Linked DNA regions of Mus musculus: regions 1, 2, 3 and 4 are each linked to region 5. The links are chromatin contacts, called in public Hi-C and HiChIP or PLAC-seq maps. All regions are on one chromosome and are shown on one strand. The core of a region is the stretch at or near the end of the contact, and the rest is flanking DNA. Distances in the headings are between cores, read along the strand shown.

Region 1 (4,084 bases), core at 1,399-3,898, 620 kb after region 5:
TTTATTGTCTGTTTATTGTCTTAATCTTGTCACACACAGCCTTGTAACTGTCTCCTGTCATGGTATCAACCAAGTAAGAAAGCCGTATGAAGCACTTTCACGTCTCACTAGTCTCTTCTACCTACTATGGAACTGAGAGATTGGAGTGCAAATAGCCAGAGCCCTATGATAAGTAAGCATCCAGTCTTGGCCCTCCATCCAGATGCTGTCACACCCAGCTAAGTGTCACATCAAAGCTGTTCTCTTCTCTATTTTGTGTAGGTAGCAAAGGGAACACTATTTAGGAAAGGACATGTTTTTATAAAAATTCACATGCCAACTTGCCCAGATTATATGTTTAAAAGTCAAATCAAAGTTTTCCTCTGCAAACTCTCATTTGACAACAGTCGTTCCTTGAAAACTTTTAGAATTTCTGTGGGCTAGGTGCTCTTGTATCTGCTAGGAGCAACTGGAGATCAGTCATGAGGTAAGACAATATCCATGCCTCTGCCCTCAAAGAGTCTTCAGTAAGTGAAAGGAAACAACTGCCTTAGTGATATCAGTATTGCACCATGACTTCTTTTATAAAGGAAACTGGGTACCACTGAGCAGGTATGGATGACTCGTGCATCATAACCAACGAAGGTGGTATTTATGAAGCACTTGCTGTAGGCCCTTACTGTGAAGTTGGTTTTTAAGTAGCATCTTACTAGATTTTTCACTCAAACCTATGCAATTACACATGAGAAAATGAGACACTTAGAGTTAGTTCCTATTGTCCAACTCACAAAGACAGGCAGGGAACAAATTGGACCAGGAATGAGGTTCAAGTTTGCATACCTAGAATTTCACCTCAGTCCACTAGAACCTTCCCAAAAGAAAGACTGAAATATTTCTTGTTAATAAAGTGCACAGGCTTGTTCATTAAGGCAGAAAGGAATATGCTAGTGACGAGCCTGAAATGAATTTTATTACACTCACTAAGCAATTCATAAAGCTAAAATAAGTTCCATAAACTTCAAATGTGTCCAGGGCCCAGGACTACCATGAATGGTCCACTTGACTGAAGACTTGAATCTAGAAATGTGGCTACCTTATGATGCAGGGTTTTGATCTTCCTAAAATCAATCACAAATGGAAATCACCGAAGGTATCATTATGACCATGGAGGAGCAAGAAGATGTGTTTATACTTTCGAAGTACCTAAGTGTCAACTCTGTTAAAATGTCCCTTTCCAAGCTGACTTAGCACCAAGCTTGTAAGGGCACACAGGTGACACATTCCTCATTTCCTTCAAGTCCTTCTTGAGTTTCATTTTGCACAATCATTTTATTTTTCAACTTCCATCTGGGCCCATTGGGGGTGGGGCCTTATTCCCATTAGCTTTAGTGTTCTCATAACAAACACAAGCATTTATTCTTCCATCTTGTGCCCTAAATATTTTTTCTGTGCACTAGTTAGAAACCTAAAATATTAGTAGCATTTAAGAATAAAGGTGGCAAACACGTTTGAGTAATAAATAGTAAAAATGTGTTTTGTTTTGTAGTTTCCAAGAGACAATTACATTGCTTTTGAAAATGAATGTAACAAGATTTGTAAACCGTGCCATTTCTATTTTGGCCTTCAACTGAAACTCCCTCTGTGGTCGTCAGTGTACACAAAGTCCTATCGAAAACAGCCCCAAGCAATATACAGAGAACATTTATTCCATTTCCAATGACAGATATTGGTAAAAACAGAGCTAGTAAAAAACAAAAATAACATAAGCTACAATGTACTTTTAACAAAATGTACTCAAGTGGGTCTTTTACCATTTTGTCCTCTATCTTTAAAACATGTATCCTCAATTTGAAATTTCTTTCATTGGTGACGCTCTCACCTACGTAGTAATGGCACTTAATGTTCATAAACACTTAAGATCTTTGTCATCCTATAAGTTGCTAGGACTAATGACAAACCAGTCTCCCAATTATGACAAATATTTGATGCTCTCTGCAAGTATTTTGTATCTAAAGATGTTTTTAAATTAATAAATACTATTCACTTTATTTTCTTTTATCAAATATATGCTGAGTATCTTTTACATCTTCCCAAGCAATTGTATCATTGTGTTTTTCTCCAAAATTTTTATTTTTATATATTTTAAAAATAAGTATATATAATCTCTGAGCATTTCAAAAGATGGTTCAAATTGATTTTTTTTCTACTAGCAGAAGTGGTCAATAAAACATATAGATTTTTCAAAACAACTTCTATAAAGCATAGTTTTGTGAACCTATAATGTGAATTTTTAAAATAATACCTTAAGGTACCAGCTTTCTCTTTCTCAACCAGGGGGCAAAAGACTTCTCAGAAAAACAGCTTTTTCTTTTCTGTCAAGAGAAGGTAAACACAGGGGAAATATTCCAAGGGAAATAAAAAACTGAGGAAGTTTACTAAAAGACCATAATATAAAGATTAAACTTGTTAGAACAAGAGAGGGATTTTTTTTAATGGTAAAATAATTGGGGGGAAATAATCGCCCTTGAGACATCCTTGTCATGCTCTCAGGCTTCAGACAACATGCTCAGGTGTTTCTAGATTTTCGTTCAATCGTAACATGATTGACGCCAGAATAGAGAAGAAACTGAAACCCAAAACAGGATGTGAGAACTGGAGGGAAAGACCACGGAGGAGAAGCGAAAAGGTGGTAGGCAGACCAGAGTGAGGCATGGCAGTGACACTGGGGATGGAGAGCGACTGAAAATGATAAAGACGAGGGAACAGAGGGATCTGAGAAGCAGCTGGAAAACAGATTGGCTTGTAGGTGTCCTTTAGTGTCCTTTGGTCGTTCAACAAAGTCATTTTCTGTCTTCTTTTATTGGACAGACTATACTCTCTCTAGCATAAGAGAATTTTCAACCCATATATAAATGCTTATTCCCACCTCTTATTCCAACTAAATCCTCAGACATCCATTTCTTATCCTCAAAGAGTTAGACATTGATTCGTAAATATACTTCATTTGGGGGAACAAGAAGGGGAAACAAGTAGAAGACTCGAAATTGAAAGTTGAGGTTTTGTCTCAATTTTAAAATCTGAGTTACTTTGGGTTTGTGGCACCCCTCTCTGATCTTTCATTGATTCATATTAAAGTGGAACAGTCTTTGCTCTGTGGTCCATTTCAGCTCTGATATGATGTAACCTGCTACACCGGGTGCAGGGTGTTTTTAATACATGAAAGCTACTGCTATTGATTAATTCATAATAAAATTCCAGGTTTCAAATCCATATCAGCATTGCATGAACTGCGAAGGTGCGAACTCAGGCCTGTGACGTGAAGATTATCCACCCTAGACAGATGGTTGGCATGTTTCCAAACAAGGACATACAGGCCTGCTGGGGTCACCTCAGTGACTACATCAACACGGCAGAGGACAGATCTGCACTGAAATAAGATATGAGCAGAACAGCATCGTCTCTCTCAGCCACAACAGAGCCATCTGTCTTAAATTAACCTAAAGCCTGTTAGCTGAAGCCTAGTTACGCATTGCAAGCTGCTTGGAGAAAACAATTTAAAAAGTCCTTCGGTGGTAGCATCCTGTCACTAAAGAAAGCTTTAATAAGCAGGGTATTCCAGGCAGGTAAAGCTTCCCTTCTTTTGAGCCACATTCACCAAAAGGAAAGATGTTCCAATCTCCCAGCACCCTGCTGAGAACTTTGATGAGGCAGCTGTCAGGGGAGACAGCACTGCTCTGTGATAACACCTATTGTCCACTGTTAGCTCTACAGTTGGGAGTAAGACAAAACTGCAAATGTGTATTGTGCAGCATACATAGCAGCTGGGAGATACACAGAAAATCTCCAAGGCGTAGATTTTAAATAAAACCCAAACAACCTAAATACTCTCTCTTTTCCTTTCATTCTCTGGGTTTTCCTCTTCATAGGAATGGGTGGGATTTTTCCAATCTGTGACTCTCCTGCTCCCAGATATTTCTGAGATGTCAGTGTTCTAAAAAGAAAAAAAAAAAAAAAGAAAAGAAAAGAAAATGTCTCCACACTGGAACTCAGTGGTTGAGTCTGAATGTTAATCCATACATCAACACTGTCCCTGGGATTTTAAAAT
Region 2 (4,220 bases), core at 147-2,646, 780 kb after region 5:
TTCATTTACATTTCAAATACTATCCCGAAAGTCCCCTGTACCCTTCCCTCCCCCTCCTCTACCCATCTACTCCCACTTCTTGGCCCTGGTGTTCACCTGTACTGGGGCATATAAAGTTTGCAAGACCAAGGGGCCTCTCTTCCCAATGATGGCCAACTAGGCCATCTTCTGCTGCATATGCAGCTAGTACTTGGATGGAAGGCCACAACTGACTCTTAAAGACTGTATGTAACACCAAATATTAGAGCAATTGTCTTCACTTAGTAGCATTTCTGAGGGTTTAAGTCCCTTTCATTTGGATTCTCAGTTTCCATGTGCAATGAATTTTTTTACAGGTGAGCAAGAAAAGTATGGAAGGAAGCCTAAGAAAGGCCGCAATGAGACTTTAAAAAATGATGCCAATTTTAGAACGCATCTTCTCTTTCAGACTTGGAAAATTAACTTTTATTACTGCCCTATGCAAACTAAATTTAAAATAAGCTTTGGATTATACCCCGTGCGTATGAGCGGACGTTATGACATTGATTGACAACGTCAGATCTACCCTCAACCCTCTGAGAGTATGATTCACACATACCTGGGATCAGAAAAGAAGTGTTTTCCAGACTAGGCAAGTCACTAGAGCTCTGGTGGTACTCAGGGTAGATTTCTTCCCCATAATTCCTAGCTAAAGATGAAAGATACAGACAAATGACCCATCCTAGGAGAATTTACAAGGGTAGTGGTAAGCAGGTAGGTTTCAGAACAGCTCATGAAACAATTCTGCAGCAGGAGTCAAGGAGTCCCAAAGAAGTGGCCTATATGGGACAGCAAGGAGAGACTCAAAAAAAAAAAAAAAGGAGGAAAAAAAAACCCTATGTGGGGCTCAGCAGTGAAGAGCACTGAGTGCTCTTTCAGAGATCCTGAGTTCAATTCCCAGCAACCACATGGTGGCTCACAACCATCTGTAATGAGATCTGATGCCCTCTTCTGGTGTGTCTGAAGACAGCTACAGTATACTCATATACATAAATCTTTTAAAAAAAAAGTCCTATGTAAAAGGCATAATGGTAGATGTTGCAAGAAAGCAGTGTGTGTATTGGTATCTGGCAGGAGGCTCAGGAATGTTCACATCACAGTCGTTAGGAAAGGAAAGCAAGGGACCCCTTATTGTAGGATATATGGACAATTTAATCATGGGGTTTTTTTCCCCCAATAATAAAATTTTCAGCAGGAAAAAAAAATAACAGTAAACAGTAAGCTACGTGTAACATAAGGATGAAAGATTTCAAAACCCGTCTTTTACAAAATGCACAGCAACAGCTTCTTTTGTGACAGCATCATCAGTCCCCGTGGTTTGCAGCCGGATGTAACAAGCCCTTTTGAAGAGCTAAGAGGGCAGAAAGTTTCTGTTGCCAAATATATAAGAGAAGCAGGAAGCACTTAGCCTCGGACCAGGAAGGGCATCCTTGCAGGAGACCCTGCAGGTCTGTGCAGTTCATTGCCCAATGCTTCCCTTAAATAAAGAGCCACAGACTTCAGGAGTGTGTTCCCCCCTGAGTGATTCTGCAAGAGTTGTTTGCCCTCCAGCACTGGGCTGTGCTGAAAGAGTTTAGTTTCCCAGGGAACAAGATCTGGGTCTAAGGCAAGGCAAGCAGCATCCTATGCCCAAACCAGTAACTCCGTTTTCTCAGCCTGCCAATCACATTGGAGCTTCCAGACCATCAGTAGCTGGGGGGGGGGGGGGGGGGGGGGGAAGGCCTCAAGTCTCCAGTCCCCATCATGATAGTGAGACCCAGAGGAAAGGGAACACCTGTTGCCACCATTTTGAAGGGACAGTGGTGACCCATAAAGAGGGTGCTCTAAAGGAGACAGGACAATTCAAGGACTTGGATAAAATATCAAACTGACAGTGGTGAGCAACTGTCAGGTTCTAGGACCAGTTTAATCCTGACTGGGCAGAGGATAGGGGCCATCCACACAACCCCTGGAGGGAGCGTTCTATAGAACCGGCTGCCTTGGTCAGCTTAGGGCAACCAGCATTAAGGCAGCAGGAGGAGGGATATAACCCAGGCTCACCTCTCCCAACCCCTACACAGGGTTCCTTCCTGCCAAGGCTCTCTACACCTTTAGTTTACAGTGGAAATCAGAAGGCAGTAGGACTCAGGTGCAGACCATATAATTCAGAACAGGAAACAGGAAATGTGGAAGAAGGAGGGGCTAAGGGAGAGCACAAACATTGGCCAGCTGCAGCCCGGCCCCAATTGGGACTGCAGACTTGGGTAGATGGATGGTTGCCACATCCTGCTCTGAGCCTTTTGAGTGACTCTGAGATAGAGCGCCTCTGTGGAGTTCCACAGAGCAGGCACACAGGCTGAAATCATGAGGTTTGTATTTTACCTCCTTGCCGGTTTGCAAGTCTTGAAAGCTCACTCCTCTAAGCTGATGGCAGCCCTCATGCAAAGCAATCTGATTGCTGTGTCTGGGGTTCAATACACACACACACACACACACACACACACACACACACACTCAGGTGCACGTGCATACACACAAAGACAGAACAGTTTGCTTGCAACATTGTCATAGCTTAGTGAACAGTATAGCATTGTTCTGGCTCAAGAAGCCCTGGTTCTTCAAAGCTCCTACTTAGATGAAATTATTTGCATCACAAACAAAAATTGTTTTGCATTTTTTAGATAATGAAGGATCGTTTAAATATATAAATTAAGGGCTATTTAGAAAAAATAGGTGTCTTTGTGAGACTGGCTTAATTCACTTACCATGATCATATTCAGTTATGGTCATTTTAAATACAAATCATGTGTGTTCCAATGACGTGAGATTACAGTGAACTATCTAGGGAAACTAACAGGAGTGGAGTAGGGACAGGAGAGGAAGAGAAACGATGGGTGATGGGCACATATGCTCAAAACCATAATGTACTGGGGCTGGAGAGATAGCTCAGCGGTTAAGAGCACTGACTGCTCTTCCAGAGGTTCTGAGTTCAATTCCCAGCAAACACATGGTGGCCCACAACCATCTGTAATGGGATCGGATGCCCGCTTCTGGTGTGTCTGAAGACAGTGACAGTGTACTCACATACATAAAATAAATGCATCTTTTTTTAAAAAATCATTATATACTTGCATGGAAATGACCCTATGTAACCGAGTTTCATTTAGTTGTTTTTCAATTGTTAGAGAAAGACTAAATTTTCTCTAAGATAGCCATATGAAGACAGTTGATCACTCTATGTCCCAGAAGCCCATCTGGAACTTAGCATTTTGAGCAAACCATAAATTTGATGAAATACCTCCTATTCAAGGCGGCAAGCATTCATTTGCCTCACATTTCTAAGTCTGCCCCTGTGACTGCCTTAGCTCCTTCTTCCCAAATTCTCCAGTTACCTGGCCCTTAGGGGTGGTAGCGAAATCTCCTTCCTGACAGCTTCCTTGGCCAGGTGCTTCTGTGTGGAGTCAGTGCCCAGGCCGCCAGCTGTTCAAGTGTTTGGGCATATGCACACACAGGAACGACTTGGGCAACACCCTTTGCCTTGTTTCGGGATGTTCTTCTTGCAGACCCTTGCCCAGACATAGGGAGTGCCTGTGAAGTGCTCCAGAATAAATCGGAATGTCCCACTGAAGCCAGACACCGTGGTCTTCATGTTAATGTGTAAGTAGAGTAGTGATCATTTATTTATTCTTTGATTCCCTTTTGCAGAGTTTTTATTGCCCTGTCTGAGATATTGGAGTTTTCTGCTACAGTAAATTTAGCAGGATTTCTCCAAGGTGACTTTAGCGCCAGTGAAGGACTTATTGTGCCTCTTCAAGTGGTTCTATCACTCTGCTTGTGCTAGGGGTAAAATGAGGTGCCAGGTGGATTCAGGACAAGCAGACACAAGCAAGCTAGGAAACCTGGCACTCGATCCCCTCTGCGGTGCTTAGGCAAGCCTTCTCGGCTACTGAATTTTGAACTTTCACAAGAACAGATCGGCTGTTTGTTCAATGGTTTATTACTCCTGCCACAACAACGCATGGCATGAGGTTGGCGCGGCCTGTTTATTTCTTTGTGTATATGGATATGTGTTTGTGGGTGTACATGAATGGGTGGTATGTGTACACACGTGTGCATGGGGAGACATGCCCAGGGCTATTTAAATCTTCTGCCCTTTTCCTTCACTTCCCTCCTGTTCCTTCTTAAGAACAAGCATTGCTTCACCTTTTCACTTAAATTTCTCC
Region 3 (4,245 bases), core at 1,518-4,017, 890 kb after region 5:
AGCAGGGGCCCAAAGGCAAAGGTAGTATGTAGCACTGGGAGGCTGAGGCAAAGGGATCATGAATTAAAGGCCAGAGTACATAGTGGTAACACTATCAAAATCAATTCAAATACCAAACACACTCAAGAAAATTTAATACTCTAATTCCTGAACTATGGAAAACATTCCATAGAGCCCCATTTCTAACTAGGCTAACAGAAAATCTCACATCCTGCACAGCTTTCATCAGAAAGAATCACAAAGGATGCTAAAGTGCTGAGATAAAAACTAATATCCGAGGAGACAAAACAAACATAAGTACCAGACTTGGAAATTATATAGCCATCATCATATATGTGTGTGTGTGTGTGTGTGTGTGTATGTTTACATATATATGTGTGTGTGTTAAAGGTTTTGTTAGAAATGAGTGGGTGCAGATACTCCTTCAATGTTTTTGCAGTTTCTATTGACTAGAGACATCTTTTCTATACTTTTACTTTTAAGCTGTGTTTTTCCTTGCAAATTAAGTAGACATCTAGCAAGTAGCAGACAATCTAATAATTTTTCTCTACTGTTTGGAGAGGGATTGTTTGGGTTTTTTTTTTTTAATCAAATACACTAGTCTGGATCTTTTAATTAGAAACAAGACACCATTAACATCCGAGTTATCACTGGAGGATACATACTAATTCCTGCCATTTGTTGATTATTTCGTGATATTTGACCCCTTTCTCTCTTCATTATCTACTCTTCTAATGAGATTCCGTCTTTCCTATATTCTCATGGTTGTGAAAGAACCAGAAATAAAGATGAGCAGAAGAACCGTGTTGAATTATGGTCAAATCACTAAAGACAGAGACTGAGAAAAGACTATGGAAGGCTTCAGGAGAGAGCAGTTTTACATATAAATCCACGTGTCCCGGATTCTCATAGCCTCTCCTACCTAGATGCCCATGTCCTATCCAAGATTTGAGGAACTCTCTTCTGTCATTTTCTTTAAAATGTTTCCTGCTTCTTTAGTTTGCACCTGCTCCCCTCGTCTCCTTCTTCTCTCTCTATGACCCACACATTCAGACTTTGAATGGTGGCTGGGAACTCGTGCAGTCTCTATTTTTACTTCCTTCATTTTCCTTATTATCATCTGAACATTTATATCTTTCTGTCTTTCAGCTCTGGTGTTCTATTCTCCAGTTGACTTCCCTGGTGAAGATTCCAACAACTGAGTTTTTATGTGATTTATGAATATTTTCACTGCTGAAATTTCAATTTGTCTTTCTATTTTCAAGCTCCTTGTTGAATTCTTTCACGTGTATGGTCACCCTCCTCATTTTGCTTGGCAGTTTATTCCTATCTTGCTAGTTCATCTGGGTGTGGATTTATGTCTTCTTTAGATTTGTTGATGATTCTTATCATTCTTTTCCATGTGGGGCTATAAAAAATACCCTTAAAATCAGTTACTGTGGAATTTTTCCCTCTTTCAAGGAGCCCTGCTGACTTATTTTTGATATCACTTGTTATTTTTGCATTGTAATTTCTATGTCTGGGTGTGGCTTATGGGCGGAGCCAGCTGCAGTTACTCTCATATATCCAGTTTCCCAGACACAAGACTGAGGTGAACCACAAGCCATTGGCCAGTTATTCCTAGTTTCTACCACTTAATTGTCTGCCTTTGAGGAGAGTAAGCCCCACGGGTGAGAAAACCAGCACCGACAGAGCACTACCGTATCCTGTCCTTAGGTCTCTGACTTCCAGCTAACTACATTCCCATAGACAATCACTTATCCCCCTTTGTGGAGCCCTGGTAGTTAGCATCATTGATTGGTGGACCTCAATGAGAAACAGTGACCCTGTGACTCCTACTGACTTCCCACTGAAAGGAGCTCCCCCGCATGGTTCTGACTCGGTCTCTCTCCTATAATTAGACTGGCTCTCCAAGCAAATACAAGGTGGATCCACGCCTGGCCCTTCCTGGACGATTCCAAAAACTGGACAATGAAGGGGAACTTGACTACTGAAGCAGCAGACTCAAATATGAGCCTCTCAAAATGGGTTCCACCACCATCGTGGCCAAATGCTGAGAACAAGACAGAATTTTCCCAGTGCCAATAATCTAGTCTCAAGGATGCCTGCCTGGTTAGACTTTAAATTTTGCTCAGTGACAAATGAGATCAGTGTTAATTGTGGTTTTGGAGCAGCTCATGTTTGCTTTCTTTTAGCTCAGCCTCAGCCTTCTGCCACCTTGTTCCCCCAATTTCACATGGTGATAGCTCTGTCTCCATGTGTCTCTCTCTGTCTCTGTGTGTCTCTCTGTCTCTGTGTGTCACTCTCTGTTCCTCTGCATGCTTCTGTTCCTCTGTGTCTTTATGTCCTCTCTCTCTCTCTCTCTCTCTCTCTCTCTACCTGTCTCTCTCTCTTTCTCTCTCTCTCATACATACATACACACACACACACACACAAACACACAAAGAGGAGTTTATTTTTCAGTTTACAAGGCTCTGTCTGTTCACAACTGTAACTGCAGTGTGGGTTTTCTGAAGCTTTAGCTTTCCCTATTCTTAGCCAGACCCTGCTCTCCAGAGGGTCTCAGAAGCCACTGAAGTGTTTCACCCATGGAAGCACTCTTTCTCTCTATTTGTTCTGCTCTAGAAATTTTCTGTAAACATTCTCTCTGGTGGCTGCTGAGACATCAGTTCCTTCCTGATAGCAGCCATCTCAATAAGTAACTGACTGGTAACTTCTCTTCTGCCACCCCGCTCTGTGTACCAAAGCCACAAGTGATCGCTGGCAGTTACTAGCGGAAGATTGTCTCCCTCCCACTCGCTTCACGCTTCTCTGGGCTTGAGTGTGCCTTCACTCATCTCTCTACTTAAGAAACCACATTTTATAATCATCAGAATAACACCCCACCCTGTCCCTTTAAATAAAAAGAAGTCACAATCACTCACTTCCGCACAAATTATTCAAAATGTACTATTTAGCTTCCCACTCTGGAAAACTCCTCATACCCAGTGCTTCACAAAAGCTCAAATCTTAACAACTGCCCAAAAAATCCCAGTCATGATGATTGTAGCTTCTAGTGTCTCAAAGGTAAAACCAGTGGTGCGGATGAGCTGAAGAGCATAAGCCAGACTTTGTGGGAGTCAAAACCTAATGCTTCCACAATCCAATAACAACATTGCCAACGCTGTGCTGAGAAAGGCTTTGTGTCCACTGCCCTCGTTGATGTATCATCCTGAAGCACTTGGTCAACCACATCACATAGATGCTCCCTACAGCCCTGGAAACACAATGGGCCTGGGATCCCAGCAAGAGATCACAATTTATATTGAATTTATAGCAATTCGTCTTTACCTTGTACCATTGCTTCCTGGAGGCATTCTCGGGTAAAAAGTCATTTCTTGGGTATTATTGAAAGATCAGTCAGAGACAATTGCGTTTTTTTGTTAGGAGCAAGTTGGACATAAGAAATGAAGCCCAAGGGAAAGTGTGGAGGCTGAGCTGAGAAGCTAGGGAAAGATAGACAAGACAGCTCTCACAGATGGTAGCCTGCCTCTTCAGCTTGGTAAGTGACTCTGACACAGTCTCTCATGATAAAATACCCTTCAAGGCTGGAAAGATTTCATGGATTAAGAATGTTTGCTATTCTTCCAGAGGACCAGAGTTCAGTTCCCAGCACCCATGTAGGGCAATTTACAATTGCCTATAATTCCAGCTTCAAGGAATCCAACACCCTCTTCTGACCTCCATGGGCATCTGCACACATTACACACATACACATAAATAAAAATGTCAACATTTTAACAAGAAAACTGAAGATACCCTCCAAAACAGTAAGATGTCTTTACTGTGAGGCTGTAGGATGATATAACTAACAAACAAGAACTTGAAGAAGGCTCAGGAAGGGATCAATAATGTCTTGTTCAAACCAATGCTGAGAAAACATTTGGAGAAGAGAGAGCATTCTAAGCCTGCAAATTATAGGTGAGATGACATAAAATAGAAAGGACACAAGAAGCCTCTGTCTTCCATATTGATCCTCTTAGACCTCTTTAAATAAAGATTTTCTTACTGACCACAGTGTCATTCCCTGTGTACATATTCCTCACTGAATACTCAACAAGAGCACAAGAACAGGGGAAACTTACCACAGCACTTCCTGCAAGACTGTGGATTGTGAAACCATCCACCCCACCTTTTCATCCTCTCTAATTTTCATTGTGTTTGTCAGTGTATCTCCTATTGGTACTGCTATAAAACACACACACA
Region 4 (4,233 bases), core at 532-3,031, 670 kb after region 5:
AAGCTACAATTAATGGTCTGGGAAGACGACATTCTTATTAGTGCAATAGTGCCACAAATGTCTTGGGAGTAACCCACCACTTTTTGATTGGATTTAATGACTTCTTCTTAAGATGAAACTCATACATGGAACTATTATCAGGGACCTGTGGCTAGTCAGGACATAGACCCTAAGGGAGATCCTACTACCATTACTCTACTAAATGAACATAGTATTGCAAGGACTTCTGCTGAGTTAGCATTGTACCTACAGATTAGTACTGTTGGTGATTAATGCAGTGGCCAACCACAAGTGGTCAAGGTTCAGAGAATAATGTATGTGTCATGATAAGCACTAGAAAGGATATCTATGTCACATCACTGTCTCCCAAGGCTCAGAGATCTTTGTGGAAGAGAAGACAGAAAAAAATTTAAGAACAAAAGATGATCACAAGGAAACAGCATTTTCTAGGCACAGAAGGGCATTTATACATGTGAACGCACAGAAGCAGACACCTCATGCACAAGGACTGTGCAAACTCAAGACATAAAAAAAAATCACAACATGGAGAGTTGGGCATGACATCATACCCCAAGCTAAGGAAATATTGGCAACTGATAACTTTAGAGAAAGAAACAGTTGGTTTTCTTTCAGGTGTGGCCCCTGGGAAATCAACCATGTTCCAGTGAAAGATCACACATGCAAGAATACGTGGACAGCATCAGCTGTACTTAATGGGCTTAAAATTTAAAAGAGGGCATAGAGCTGGGTGGGTAAGAAAGGGGTTGTTATGAGAGGAATATAAAGAGGGGTAAGTACAAGCAAACGTCACTGTATGAATTTCTTTAGAAACTAAGAAAGACGAAGAAATGACAGACAGCATTAGGTGATTAAGGTGTATGTTTAAGCATTATATTACAGAGAGAGAGAGACAGAGAGAGACAGAGAGAGAGAGAGAGACAGAGAGAGACAGAGAGAGAGAGAGATGGAGCAACAGAGAGACAGAAACAGAGATTTTGTTGTTTGACATAGATCGCATAAATTAATATAATACACTCTGATTATTCCTACACTCATTAGTCTCTCTTTCTCCTATTATCAGCCTTACCCTCCTCATCGATAATTGTTTTAAAACATGAATTGCAAGAAAAACAGAATTTTCTTTACTTTTTTGTTACATATATATTAGTGACCTGTCCCAATGTATCCTTGAGAACTGACGACTAAGGGTCTTTTATACATGAGTCCATGTATGGCCTAATAACTGAAATGTTCCAGTGAACTGTAATAATGCTAAATTCTAGTTGCCATAAACCTGGGGAGCAGAAACAGTTCACATCAATTAGTTTTAAACTATAACTTATTCATTACTCAATCTCCAAGTCCACTTTTAGGGACCAGGACCACAATACATTCAGTTCCCTCAATGAGTTCATGTTTTCCTATTGACATAATTTCCATATTACTCTTATTCCTGTGGACTTTCAAACTCTGGACTAATGGAAAATGAATCTCATAACTATATACCTAAATGTGTGTCTTTATGTGTACTCACACAAACATACACATTCACACACACACACATTCACGCTCTCAAAATCTTTCTCTTGAGAAAGTTGTTTGTCTTAGGGTTTTGGAGGCAACCCTTGTAAAGGAAAACACTTCATTGGGGCTGGCCTATAGTTCAGAGATGTAAACCATTATTATCATTGTAGAAAGCATGGTAGCATGCAGGCAGACATGGTGCTGGAGAGTTAGATCTACATCTGGATCAGCAGGCATCAGTAGACAGGAAGGGGAAGTGAGCCACTGGGCCTGGCTTTAGCTTCTGAAACTTCAAAACCCAGCCACAGTTATATCCTTCCTCCAACAAGACTATACTTTCTCTAACCAGGCCACACCTCCTAATAGCACCATTCCCTATGAGCCTATGGAGGTCATTTTCATTCAAGCCACCACATTCTACTCCCTGGTCCCCACACCTTGTAGCCATATCAAAATGCATAATGCACTTAGTCTAACTTCAAAAGTCCCTATAGGCTATCACAATATCAGCACTGTTTAAAAGCCCAAAGTTTAAAGTCTCTTCATAGACTCATGCAATCTCTTAACTGTAATTCCCTGTAAAATCAAAATGAAAAGGCAGATCGCATACTTCCAATATATAATGGCCAGTGATATACATTACCATTCCTAAAGAGAGGGAAGGGAACATAATGGGTCAATATAGAACAAAGCAAGACCGAAAGCCAGCTGGGCAAACTGCAAACTCTGTATCGTTATGTTTAATGTGGAAGCTTCAGATCTCCAACTACTTTGCTTTATTGACTGTAACACACTTCCTTCTTCTAGACTGCTTCCAATCCCTATTAGCAGTTTTACTCTGGCATCTCCAACATCTTGGGATCTCCATGGTAAATCCAGACTTTACCTTTACAGCCTCATGCAATGGCCTCTCTGGGCCACCATGCAGGGACAAACCTGCCAAAGCCTAGTCTTAGGGTCTTTCCTTAGTCACAGAGGGAGACTCCATGACTCCCTTCTTGTATCTCTTATATCCTTGACAATAAACCAAGAACCCATGTAACCAAGGCTGCCACGTTCTGATGCTTTGGGGGCTAGAACTTGGTCCTCACATTCAAACACATTCTCACCAGCTTTCTATTTTTCATGGTTTCCTTCACAGCTAAAGCTCGTCTGTCCTAGAACTTGATCTGTAGACTAGGCTGCTTTTGATCTGCCTGCTTCTGCTTCCCAAATGCTGTGATTAAATGTGTGTGCCACCACTGCCATACCTAAATTTTTTTAAATTCCTTTCACAAGTTGGAAGCTTACCTTGGTGAGGTCTTGTCCAAAGGTCATCATGCCTTTTATTCCACTTAGCATCCGATAGTCCTTTAGTCTGTTTAGCTCCTTGAATACAGGACTTAGCTCCTTTATAGTCCCTGGTGCCCCTTTCTCCTCAAACCCTATGTTTGCATTTTATTTTGCTCAGCTAGCTCTTTTCACTATAGAGCTGCATAAGTGTGGCCACTAATAACCAAGCAATACAGTCAGTTGTAGTCTGTCTGGGAGTCTCTTCTGCCTAAGCTGTTAATCCCTAACTCTTCATTTTAGCTTCAGGTATAATTTTTTTGGAAAAGACCAGAAAGCAGCCACACTCTTCTCCAAAATATCACAAGATGACCACATAGCAATGTTATTCTCCTCCGAAACCTCTTGAGCTGAGCCCCGTAATTGGACTCACTCTCAGCACAACTGCCTTCCATGCGCCTAGTAGTATGGCCCTTTAAGTCCTACTTAAGTGTTCAACCACTTTTTAGTCCAAAATACCGAAGTGTTCTATACTCTTCCAAACAAAAGCATGGCTTATGTCTATCATAATATCCCTCATACTAACTTCTGAATTGGTTGGAGTTTTATTGCTGTGGATAGATTCATGACCATGGCAAGTCTTCTAAAGGAAAAGGTTTAATTGGGGCTGGCTCACAATTCAGAGTTTCAGTCCTTTCTTGTCATGGTGGAAAGCATGGCAGCACACAGGCAGACGTGGTACTGGAAAGGTAGTTGAGTGTTCTGCATTCAGATCCACAGGCAACAGGAAGAGAGAGAGTTACTGGGCCTCACTTGAGCTTCTGATACCTCAAGCCCACCCCCAGTGACACTTCCTTTAACAAGCACACCCATTCCAACAAAGCCACACCTCCTAATAGTGCCACTCCCCAAGGCCCTATTGGGGCCTTTTTCATTCAAATTACCACACCGTGGATTGTGACTTTAGGACAAAAATCAGTAATTTAAATATCATTTCTGTGATACAAAGATGTAATAACTGACATAGTCAAAAATAGTTGTTTCTTTCTGGCTTCAGAGTTGAATAAGAATTATTAGTTTTTCCATTTCTGATGCCAACAGACATATTATCCACACAGTGAAATGTCAAATCCCAAGAGGTCTGCTGAATTTCACACAGTTCCCTATTTGGATAGGAAAAGTGATTACAGAGGCTTGAGGGCCAAGCTACTAGGCAAGACCAAGCTTGTTGGATTCCTGTCATAGGTCTTTGATGATCAGAAGCAAATTCACAGGACTTCAGTCAAAGAGCAATCATCCAAAGAAGACATTTTCCCATCTCAACATATACAACACAAAAATAGGATACTGTCCTGAGACAAGATCTCACCTTGGCACCCAGGGGTGTGTCTTTTCTTTTCTAGACAGAATGTGACAGAGAGCTTGGGAGACGTTTCGAGA
Region 5 (4,308 bases), core at 66-2,565:
TTAAAAAATTCCTTATGACACATATCATTCTTTTCTCTTTTCACGTGATAGTCAAAATAAATTTATCTTTATTGTAAAAAAAAAAAAAAAAGAAAGAAAGAAAAGAAAACAAGAAAAAGACATGCTCTCAGAAGCAGATCCCTGCAATTGCAACTTTCCACATCTCATCCGACAAGAACGCTGGAAATCCTGGCTGAGAACTCTGTCAGGGGCAGCAGCCAACTGTACAAAAGAGCGATGGAGTGAGCAAGCCAGCTTGGCCCCAGTGCACCAGTCTCCTTTGTGGCTGGCTACTCCACTCAGCCTCTGTTCCAGATCTCCCAGTCACTGCCTTCTGCTGCTCTGTGGATATCCCCTTCACTTGCCATTGTGTGTGTAGCTGGGCGAGGGTAGGGAGAGGTAGAGGCAATCAACAGCTTTGTAACCCTAGTCTTCCCTTCCCCTCAAACTCCCAGTTCAGTCACTTGCCATTTTAAATGAATTCATCACTGTCCAAAGGGTCCAGCTGTCATATTGGATGCACCAGGCTCCACTTGGTCGCACACCTTATCTTCTGTACCTTCTCTTCAATTCACCCACAGGGTTCTCTACATCACTGTTCTTTCCTTTTTGTAAGCACTGTAGTCCACCTTCATCCCTTAGTCTCATCCTAAGCTCCTTTGAATTGGAAGTCAGTTACCTGGCTGGTTTTATACTTTCCCCATCTCTCCTTCCAACACTTCCTTTCAGTCTCCACCAGCCTTCCATGGTTTGGTTCAGCAGTTCAGACCACTTGCTGCCCTTCCAGAAGACCCTAGGTCAGATCTCAACACTCATGTCAGGCAGCTCAAACCTACCCACAACCAGATTCAGAGCGTCCAGCTCTCTCCTGTCCTCCTTGTGTACCCTTACACATGTGACATACATGTCCATGGACACATACAAAGGGAATGAAAATAAAGATTGGTCCACTTATGTTATTTACTCTTCTGCTTTGTCCAAAGCATGTGGTACAGCAATCGTCTAAAATATATGGTGCTCTGCCTTGTCAGAGTCTCATAGCTCTAGCCTTGATAACTTTTACCTTCTATTATGAGTAAAATGTAGGCATTGTGACACCTCAGAAAGTCCGTGTGCTGGGCTGTGATATCTGCGTCCTTGGATAGCTCGGTCATGGAACTAGAGGGGGATTCCAGGCCATCTGTGTCCTCCGTTGCCCCACACCTAGCAAACTGGTTAGAGGTAATGAATCTCTCAGACATCCATAGAAGACATGGACAGAACTGTGCCTCTGATGAGAGAACTGTACATATGCTGAGCCAACACATGGTGGTGCTGTGGTCACATGCGTCAGAAAGGACTCCTTTGTAGGCCAAGTCCAACCTGACATATGTTGTGCTCAAAGGGTCTTTTGGATTCAGAAACACTTTAGTGTGGGGTGTGATGTCAGTGACATCATGATATTGTATCCAGAGGCTGCATGTGCCATTGAAACCTCAGATCTCTTGAGTGTGTATTTCTTTATCAGAAATAGGACTCTATCCTGCCTTTCTTTCAAACCCCAGGTCCTGAAAACTTTTTTTGTCCTGTTCTGCTTTAATATTAGGCCTCAGAATTCAAATTAAGAGCGTGGTTCTTTCAGGTACCCCTCTTTCCTCCTGGCCTGAGATGGTACATTGAAAAGAGGACATAACGTAGTAAATATTGGTTGTTTGTCGATGAGTTGAGGGACCAAATTATGGAGAAGGATGGTTAATATGGGCATTTCAAACACCATGCTTGGCTATAATTTCCCCCCTGAATTTATCAAGTCATATTCAGAGATATCAGCTTACATCATCCCTGGTAGAATTGGCCTCAGAAGGCAGAAGTAGGCAGAGTCCCAATTCCCAGTATCTGCTCTTCCCAAACTCTGTTTTTATTTTGCATAAGAAAGTGCCAGAAAAATTCACTTACATGCTGATACACATGGTGGAAGAGAAAGAGTTCTGCTAAGACTCAAAAGTCCAATGTCTGCTGTTTGAGGCCACTTGCAGGAAAGTTATTTTACCAATCTATACTTTGGTTCCTGTTCCTAATGTGCACCCACCTTTCATGCATCAATAGCACTTTTGAGTAGGATCTCTGAGATAAAAATTAAAGTTAAAGGAAGTCTACAGGTGGGATCTCCATATTGACTATAGTATGGCTTGACAAAAGAGCAAAGGGTCCTGGAGCTAGCATGCTCCTGCTGTGGTATGTGATGCCTGCTGTGTCCCTCATCAGATGCTGAGCAGATCCTGGTGCTGTGTGTTCTCTGGTCCATATTGTCATAAGCAGTGAATAGTGGAGACTTTGGGGGGTAAGCTCATATTCACCATGAATAGGTTTAAAGGACTCCTTTGTAGGCCAAGTCCAACCTGACATATGTTGTGCTCAAAGGGTCTTTTGGATTCAGAAACACTTTAGTGTGGGGTGTGATGTCAGTGACATCATGATATTGTCAGAAATCAGGTCTCTAGGATTTTGGTCTTGGGCTTTTTCCACTGAAGTAAGAGCTGTGCGAACTAAGTCTGGACTGCCCAGGTTACCTTCTTCTATATCTGAATATTTATTACACAAACAAAAACAAATGGAGAAAGGTGTGAGTGTGTGTGTGTGTGTGTGTGTGTGTGTGTGTGTGTGTGAGAGAGAGAGAGAGAGAGAGAGAGAGAGAGAGAGAGATGGAGACAGAGACAGAGACAGAGAGGGGGAGAGAATTGGTTTATCAATTTTCTTATAAACCTTGTTAGGTATTGAGGCTATTAACCTCCTAAAGGGAATATATGAGTTACTGCTAAGCATCAGTAGCATTCATATTGAGAAACACAATGAAAACAAAAGCAACAGAGGTTAGCATTTAATCCAAGTTGGAGAATTTTAAATGTTGAGTCAAAGGCATATGGAGCATTATAAATAAAAATAATATAGAGCACACACAATTTGTTCAAACAAGTGAATGCTGAGAAATTTACTATTAAATAATGGTTCAGGCGGGCAGTGGTGGCGCACACCTTTAATCCCAGCACTTGGGAGGCAGAGGCAGACGGATTTCTGAGTTCGAGGCCAGCCTGTTCTACAAAGTGAGTTCCAGGACAGCCAGGGCTACACAGAGAAACCCTGTCTCAAAAAAAAAAAAAAAAAGTTTCAGGATAAATGGCTTCTGGCACTTCCATGTGTACCCACCTTCTGATTTGTTTCAACTTAGCATCCTTAGCAGCTTCTGAACTCTTTCTTATGTCCCTTTACCTGACACCTTTCCCTTCTCTATAAGGACCTGTTTGTATGGTGGGAAGGAAGGCTTTGGAAGAATCAAAGCATATTGGGAAATGGCTGTGTGCTTACTTATTGTCCACAGTGAAGGAAGTGGGTGTCTTTGTAACTTGATAAATTGCAAATATACCAGGAGCACAATTGGGATAGTCAAAAATGCCAAATTCTGGGAAGGTTGAGACTGGACCCTGGAGGGGAGTGAACAGAAAGCTGTAAGTTTCCTTTTGTCAACTGCCCAGCCAGAGGTAGGCAGTAGGGTGTAAACTCCATTAACATGCTGTGGATTCTCCCACCAGATGGCAGGGACAGCGCGCCATGACCGGGAGATGGCAATCCAATCCAAGAAAAAGCTCTCCACAGCTACTGATCCTATTGAAAGACTTCGGTTGCAGTGCCTGGCCAGAGGTTCTGCAGGCATCAAAGGACTTGGCAGGTAAGATGGTGTCTTGTTATTTATTTCTATTGCAATAACAAAACATGACCAAGGCAACTTATGCAAGAAAACATTTAGTTTGGGACTCATGGTTCTAGAGGCTTAGAGTCAATGATCACCATGGCAAGGAACATGGCAGCAGGCAAGCAGGCATGGCACTCGGGTAGTAGCTGAGAATTTGCACATTGATCCACAAACAGAAAAGAGGGAAGGAGAGAGAGAGGGAGGGAGGGAGGGAGGGAGAGAGAGAGAGAGAGAGAGAGAGAGAGAGAGAGAACTGGTTGGGTATGTCCACCAACTGGGGACCAAAGATTCAAAGGTTTGTGTTTAAGGGAGCCATTCTCTTTCAAAAACCCACAGTTGGAGGTGCAAGGAAAGGAAGTGGAAAGAAATGGCTGGGAAACTCTTGCACTGATGTTGTGCTATTGGCCAAATCATTTCCTTGTAAGGCCCCTGGTTCTCATCTATGAAATGCATTGTTTGAGAAAGCCAATATCCGAGTCCTCATGAAATGTCTGATGCTTAACCCCAAATTCGCAAAGCATGTGTCTTTTGCAAGGGAGGATGCTCCTGGAGCAATGTGGGGTAAGGAAACCACCAGTTAG

What was found. HiChIP or PLAC-seq counts read pairs in DNA pulled down with a chosen protein or histone mark. A called contact is a pair of places that touch in the nucleus more often than the background predicts.
Region 1: a Hi-C map of CD8 T cells shows a contact between it and region 5, with 2.2 times the contacts expected there. The contact joins two enhancer-like sites. A contact is called at or near these places in 2 of 15 datasets of contacts at CTCF or cohesin (large pre-B cells and pro-B cells), 10 of 484 Hi-C or Micro-C datasets (B cells, the C10 cell line, CD4 T cells and 4 more), 5 of 115 datasets of contacts at active chromatin or transcription factors (CD8 T cells, DN3 thymocytes, embryonic stem cells and 1 more) and 1 of 9 other capture datasets (embryonic stem cells).
Region 2: a contact with region 5 is called in a RAD21 HiChIP or PLAC-seq map of pro-B cells, with 11 times the contacts expected there. The contact joins two enhancer-like sites. A contact is called at or near these places in 2 of 15 datasets of contacts at CTCF or cohesin (large pre-B cells and pro-B cells), 5 of 484 Hi-C or Micro-C datasets (CD4 T cells, cerebellar granule neurons, group 2 innate lymphoid cells and 2 more), 3 of 115 datasets of contacts at active chromatin or transcription factors (embryonic stem cells and large pre-B cells) and 1 of 9 other capture datasets (macrophages).
Region 3: a contact with region 5 is called in a RAD21 HiChIP or PLAC-seq map of pro-B cells, with 9 times the contacts expected there. The contact joins two enhancer-like sites. A contact is called at or near these places in 1 of 15 datasets of contacts at CTCF or cohesin (pro-B cells), 1 of 484 Hi-C or Micro-C datasets (bone marrow-derived macrophages) and 2 of 115 datasets of contacts at active chromatin or transcription factors (embryonic stem cells and large pre-B cells).
Region 4: a RAD21 HiChIP or PLAC-seq map of pro-B cells shows a contact between it and region 5, with 12 times the contacts expected there. The contact joins two enhancer-like sites. A contact is called at or near these places in 1 of 15 datasets of contacts at CTCF or cohesin (pro-B cells), 1 of 484 Hi-C or Micro-C datasets (bone marrow-derived macrophages) and 3 of 115 datasets of contacts at active chromatin or transcription factors (embryonic stem cells and large pre-B cells).

What each region holds. Positions count from the first base shown.
Region 1 is chr15:10,072,498-10,076,581 of GRCm38.p6, forward strand. No RefSeq gene overlaps it. Among named protein-coding and RNA genes, the nearest start is that of Prlr, 100 kb to the right of the region's middle. Within about 2 kb of position 2,649, at least 55 of the 459 cell types and tissues checked have an H3K27ac peak or open chromatin away from gene starts, as enhancers often do. A contact at or near this core is called in CD8 T cells and pro-B cells, where this site is marked.
Region 2 is chr15:10,234,760-10,238,979 of GRCm38.p6, forward strand. The region is part of intron 1 of Prlr (prolactin receptor); the gene reads left to right. Among named protein-coding and RNA genes, the nearest start is that of Gm41268, 34 kb to the left of the region's middle. Within about 2 kb of position 1,397, at least 34 of the 459 cell types and tissues checked have an H3K27ac peak or open chromatin away from gene starts, as enhancers often do. A contact at or near this core is called in pro-B cells, where this site is marked.
Region 3 is chr15:10,344,509-10,348,753 of GRCm38.p6, forward strand. It overlaps a transcript of Prlr not described here. Among named protein-coding and RNA genes, the nearest start is that of Gm41269, 11 kb to the right of the region's middle. Within about 2 kb of position 2,768, at least 16 of the 459 cell types and tissues checked have an H3K27ac peak or open chromatin away from gene starts, as enhancers often do. A contact at or near this core is called in pro-B cells, where this site is marked.
Region 4 is chr15:10,122,075-10,126,307 of GRCm38.p6, forward strand. No RefSeq gene overlaps it. Among named protein-coding and RNA genes, the nearest start is that of Prlr, 53 kb to the right of the region's middle. Within about 2 kb of position 1,782, at least 10 of the 459 cell types and tissues checked have an H3K27ac peak or open chromatin away from gene starts, as enhancers often do. A contact at or near this core is called in pro-B cells, where this site is marked.
Region 5 is chr15:9,454,131-9,458,438 of GRCm38.p6, forward strand. It overlaps Capsl (calcyphosine-like), which reads left to right. Exons shown (of 5, transcript NM_029341.1): 2 at 3,567-3,703. The coding sequence starts at 3,567. Among named protein-coding and RNA genes, the nearest start is that of Capsl, 20 kb to the left of the region's middle. Within about 2 kb of position 1,316, at least 86 of the 459 cell types and tissues checked have an H3K27ac peak or open chromatin away from gene starts, as enhancers often do. A contact at or near this core is called in CD8 T cells and pro-B cells, where this site is marked.